Regions from separate parts of the Gossypium hirsutum genome. Here region 2 is linked to region 1. Evidence: chromatin contacts called from public Hi-C data. All regions are on one chromosome and are shown on one strand. Each heading gives the region's core, a stretch centred on a gene start, on an enhancer-like site or on the middle of the called end of the contact. The rest is flanking DNA. Distances are from core to core; before and after follow the strand shown. Region 1 holds the start of LOC107945525 (PLAT domain-containing protein 3). Region 2 has its middle 45 kb from the start of LOC107936262.

What was found. Hi-C and Micro-C count contacts between places; a contact is called where the count stands out from the background.
Region 2: a contact with region 1 is called in a Hi-C map of leaf, with 2.1 times the contacts expected there. The contact joins the enhancer-like site here to the promoter of LOC107945525 in region 1. A contact is called at or near these places in 2 of 34 Hi-C or Micro-C datasets (both in leaf).

The regions. Positions count from the first base shown.
Region 1 is chrA12:71,805,871-71,808,830 of Gossypium_hirsutum_v2.1, reverse strand. LOC107945525 (PLAT domain-containing protein 3) reads left to right here and starts at 1,437. Exons shown (of 2, transcript XM_016879578.2): 1 at 1,437-1,556; 2 at 1,690-2,339. The coding sequence starts at 1,512. The coding sequence ends at 2,145.
Region 2 is chrA12:72,413,202-72,416,161 of Gossypium_hirsutum_v2.1, reverse strand. No RefSeq gene overlaps it. Among protein-coding and RNA genes, the nearest start is that of LOC107936262, 45 kb to the right of the region's middle. Within about 2 kb of position 1,506, at least 2 of the 9 cell types and tissues checked have an H3K27ac peak or open chromatin away from gene starts, as enhancers often do. A contact at or near this core is called in leaf, where this site is marked.

The DNA of each region.
Region 1 (2,960 bases), core at 188-2,687:
CTTCGTCGTTGCAAAGATAATAAAGAAGATGGATCCAAAACTATAACTTTTAATCTAAAATTACATTACAGTCCCTCCGCTCTTATCTCTATCCTGTTTTCTAACTGTATATAGCGTTTGAACTTACATGCGATCGACAAGTCACACAACTTTAGGGACAGTACTGTAATTTTCCGTGAAGATGATTTCATTTCAGCCAGGTGTGAACCAAAAGTCCTTTTTCTTTGGCAAACGTCAAATCATTGCTTAATTGTTTAACGCATTATTATATATATAATCTGTACATTTGACTTTGGAAGGATAACATTTTCGAAAACAAATATGTTACATAATACATTTAATTTTAAAATGAGATTTTTTTAGCATTGTGGATTTTGAACATTTATCTCAATATGCACATAGTCTCATTAAGTATATTTGTTATGAATTAATTTTGTTCAATTTTTTTGGTAAATTAGACAAAGAATTACATAGAATAGATCATAGACAAATTATAGCCATTATCCTCCAAGATCTCTTTAATTTTCTATTTTTTAATTATTTATTTGATTATAATTCGATATATTTACGATTATAACAGTAATTTCAAAAATCAATGCATTAACCAATTATTATTGTTTTATTTATATGTTGTTAATAGTCCTTTCACGATAATTAAAATCATAAATAAGCCAACACTAATTCTTACTTCAAAGTAATTATCAAATAAGTCAGTTATGCCTATAATCACCAATTAAATATAATTTTTTATTAATTAAATATGTATAATAATTTTTTGATTCAGTGAGAAGAGTATAAAAATGTAGGTTTAATCCTAAAACAATTTCGTACCCACTTTCAGTTATAAAGAATAATTAAATATATGTGAATTCAGTATTATTACATTTGTAATAGAATTAATTCAAAATTTGAATTTACATCAATTTCATACTTGATCCAAATATTTTCTACTAAATTATCAAAAGTAAAATAAATGAATAAATATTTTCAGCACTTGTATTCATTCTTCTAGTGCTTTTATTTTTGTTTTTGTTAATGTAATTCACCACAGTACCTTCAGCAACTAAAAATAATATAGGACGGTACATTAAATAAAGGTCTAATAACGTATTTCATCTTTTAAGTTTATAAAAAAAAAATTGCCTTTTATTTAACTTTTTAGTTGTTTTAGATTTTAAGTTTATTCTCAAATTATTTCAAATACAAAAATTTAAATTCGATTAATTTTTTGAAAATTAAATTCGATAAACTTTATTAAATTGACATCCATATAATCTATTTACATTTCATATCATTAATTAATTAATTTTTTAATTTAAAAATATTAAAAAATATATTTTTTTATTTTTTTATTTTTAATAAATTTTATAAATTTTAAATTTTAAAAATTAATTAGTCGTGGTATTTATAATCCACGTGTATCCTCAAAGAAAATTGAAAGGTTGTAAAAAATTCAGGTACCTTCCCAAAGAAATTGCATATTTATACGACACTCTATGTAAATTTCTCTAATGCGAGAGCCTCAAAACGTTAAACCCAATGGCGATCCCAACTCAGTTAGTCCTCTCCTTTCTCCTCCTTTCTTTTTCCTCCGTCGTTTTTTCAGTAAGTAGCCCTCAACATCCCCCATAATCTCCTCTCTATCTCCAACTCTAACCTCTCGATCTTTCTCTTTTTTCTTGCTTGTAGGACGGTGAAGATTGCGTTTACTCGGTCTACATAAGGACGGGATCCATCATCAAAGGCGGAACCGACTCCATCATCGGCCTACGGCTCTACGATGCCAATGCCTACTCAGTGGAGATCAGCAACATCGAAGCGTGGGGTGGGTTAATGGGGCCAGGATACAACTATTTCGAGAGGGGTAATTTGGACATTTTCTCAAGTAGGGGACGTTGCTTGGATGCCCCTCTTTGTGCCATGAACTTGACCTCCGATGGTTCGGGTGAGCACCATGGATGGTACTGTAACTATGTGGAAGTTACCATGACTGGCGTCCATAAACCTTGTAGCCAGCAGCAGTTCACGGTGGAGCAGTGGTTGGCGCTCGATGCCCCACCTTATGATCTCACCGCCATTAGAAACTATTGTCCCTCGGAGGTTCCCGATGATCGTCGTCATAGGAAGTCTAGCTCTAGCATTTGATGCGTTTTAGTTAGAATAATAATAATTATCATGGTGATAATGAGGATGATTAATAAGAGGGGTAGGTGGGGATGATTATGGACTCATGGTTTGCACCGGCCCTTTGGTCATTAGTGTTCGTCTCTTTTTGTTCGATGACGTTTGTCGTGTAATGTGACAATTATGGATTAAATATATTATGTTTTCACTACAAATATTAACTATAAACTTTATTACATAAAAAAAATATAAGTATTAACTAATTTTTCTATGATTCTTAATTATAATGTATTATATTTATTTTTTAAAAATTTATAAAATCATTCGTAATGTTTTAATAAAAACGCAAATTGCTAATAATTTATTTCAATAATAAGACATAATATGTTATGTTTATTTCAATAATAATAAATGATTTATTAATATTTTTTAAAATAATTAGTGTAATAGCCAATTTCGGCCTAGGTCAAAAAAACAAAATTAAACTCAAATGAATAATGAAAGCCCAATTGTTCTTTAAGTCCATTTACAACATATGTATGGCGCAACAACATAAGACCCATTTCAAAACCAAATACAAACCCAAACCAACTCAAATTTCAAAACCAAATACAAACACAAACTACCCAAGTCCAATTCTAACCCTAGCCCATTACAAAGAGAACAGCAGCAACCCTAGCTACCAAGCCTCCAGCCGCCGCATGCTAGGCCAACCATTGGCCACCTCGCGCAGAGCCTTCCCCGCACGCCACCATCGGTTTCCACGCCTCTACACCTGTAGAGAGAAATTAATACAAGGCATAATAGCAAAACGACAAAAAAAAAATGGAGGTAAA
Region 2 (2,960 bases), core at 257-2,756, 610 kb before region 1:
TAATTTCATAATAAAATATCTATTAAATTTAAGGGTTAAATTATTATTTGGGTCTAAATTTGGTAATTGTTTTTTTTATGTAAGTTAGGTCATAAACTTTATAATTGTTCTCATATTGGGAACTGAAGCAATTGTATCACATTGGGGCTTGAACTATTTTTTTGTTCGAGGTAGTTCCTAAACTCGACAATTATTCTCATATTAAGGCTTGAACTTAATAATTGTTTCCACATTGGGCCTAAACTCTAGGGTGTCAAGGATCAATTTGAACAAAAAAGAAAGTTCGAGCCCCAATGTGGGAATAATTGTCAAATTCAAGGACTAACTTGGATAAAAAAAAGTTTAGGCCAATATAATAACATTTGTCAAATTCAGGATCTAACTTGAACAAAAAAAGGTTCAAGCCTAATGTGAGAAAACTTATAAAGTTCAAGCCCAAAAAAGTGATTTAACCCAAAGTTAATTATAGATATATAAGTATTTTAAAAATAATTAGTAAATAATAAAAATGAGTTGTTGATAACCATATGGTCAAGGGTCCAATTCTACCTCTTTGAAAAACATTCATAGATAAAAAAAATTAACCACTGCTGTCGAATGATAGATACCTTAATTACGATAAAAAAATAAATGATTGATTTGACCTTAATTGAACTTGTGTTAGAAAGTATAAAAAAGTTAAGATAACAACTTGACCTGTGTATTAGATTAATTTTGTAATTTCATCGTCAGGCTAAGTAATTAATTCTTTTTATTTATTTATTGAAGCCACTTTCTCATGACTCATGAGTTAACTGGATCTGGAAGCTGAAAAGCTAAATTGTTTAGTATATGCTTGTTATTACCAAGCAATTGGGGAAAAATTAATGTCCAATAATTCAGCATGTAAGTGAAAATGAGATGACAAAGCAACAAGATGATGCGAAACATTGTCCCATCTTGGTTTCTTGGTTGTAATTAAACAATTGCATGTCAATTACCTTTGATTGAGATTGAAGGGTGTGAAATTTATTCTATTTCTATTTCTATTAAGAAATTATACTATCTAACTAATACGATATTTAAGCGAAATAAATATATTTATTTTTCTTTAAGTATTAGTTTTAATATCGGGTTAGATTAAATTATAATAAGATTTATGTATGTTATTAGTACATTTTATACTTATTTAAATTTGATCTAATTTAAATATGAATATCAAATCTCAGTTATAAACTATAAATATCATCATGATATTAAATATCCAATTGTAAAAATAAGAATTGATTTCATTGCAGGTAACAGGCAATAGCCAGCATCTATGTTACAAAAAAAAGAAAAAAGATTTAACAGGTTTTGCCCAAATAGTATTGATGCAAAGATGGGGTCTGCCACACATGCAAACAAAAAGGTGGAATAATTAATGTTCCCTACCAATTTGAAAGGAAAAGATAGAGGAAGGGGCCTCCATGGCTTGCATAAAGGACACAGTCCTTCCTACCATTGAGTCCCACTACAGCTTGTGTGGAAATTAAAGGAATTAGCACTCATCACCCACATCATTGGGGGCCAGAAAGAACACACACACATAAATAGTCCCCCCCCCTTTCAACTTCAATACTTCTTGCTTTTTTTTTTTCTGGTACAAAGAAATAAATTGCAGATATAATGCTGTGAACATATACTGACTGAATATTACCTTTTAAGGGTGGTAATGCATGTAAAAAAAATTATCTTTTGGGCTACTAACACACTGCAATGGGTAATTATGAAAATATGAGCAAAGTAGAGATCAGGCACCTATATGTTTATCTTTAATCAAGAAATGCATGTAGTGAAGTTCTCTCAATATTTATGTTGATTTCATATCACTAAAATTTATGAAAAAAGCTAACCCATTTTTTTCTCCATTGCATTCTGTAAATTGCTGCTCGTTTGTTAATCAGTAAAATCTGCCTTTAATCCTAATGAAACAACCTGCGTAAGAATTTTATATGAAAAATAAAATTAATAGGCCAAATCTTAGAAAATAATATTAATTCAAATAAAATTTCAGAAATTTTAGCATTAGATTGGGCATTCATTAGGGGTTGACCGGTCAAAAAATCATTAAAAATATTTCGAAATGAAAAAAATTTGCAAAAATATAAAATTTAGTAAATAAATATTTAGAAAAACTTAAAATTTATTTAAAAATATATAAAAAATATTAAAAAGTTATAAAAAAATCTTTAAAAAATTTTCTTGTATGTTTACTTTTTTTTCTTTATTTTCCATTCTCTTTTGCTTCTTCCTTTGTTTTCCTCCCTTCTTCATCTCTATTTTCCACATAATTAATTCAAAGAAATAGGATTTCAAACATGAGGCATATGCAAAGTTGTTTCGCTTGAATGATCTAATAATTAATTCAAATAATTTTGGATTTCAAACATGAGGCATTTACAAATTATGTCAAAGTGTCAACTAAAGGTTATTTGTTAATGTCTAGCATTTAACTATATGATGGATTTATGGGTCTGGTTGCATAAAAATCATTTGAGGTGGCGCTTGAAACCGCCATTAGGATATGGAGAAGGGAGAAGGGAGAAAGGAAAATAAAAGAAAAAAAAAAGGAAAGTTAAAATAACATAAAAGATATGGAGAAGCGAGGAAAATAGAGGGAGAAGCAGAAGAGATTAATGAAAAAAAGGAAAGTTAAAATGACATAAAAGAAAAACAATTAAATTGCTCAAAACGAAAAAATATGGAGACCAATTGTATAATTGAACCTAAAATTCTTGTTTGAAACAATGATTTAACGTGCCACGTTAACATACCATTATATGACAATTAACAGCTCAGTAACTAAAATGTTACAACACAATAACATAAGTGACTAAAACGTAACATTTCAAACAAAAGTGACTAAAATGTAACCTAAAACAAACAAAAGTGACTATTTTGCTAGTTTACACAATTATAAAATATATATAATTTAGTAA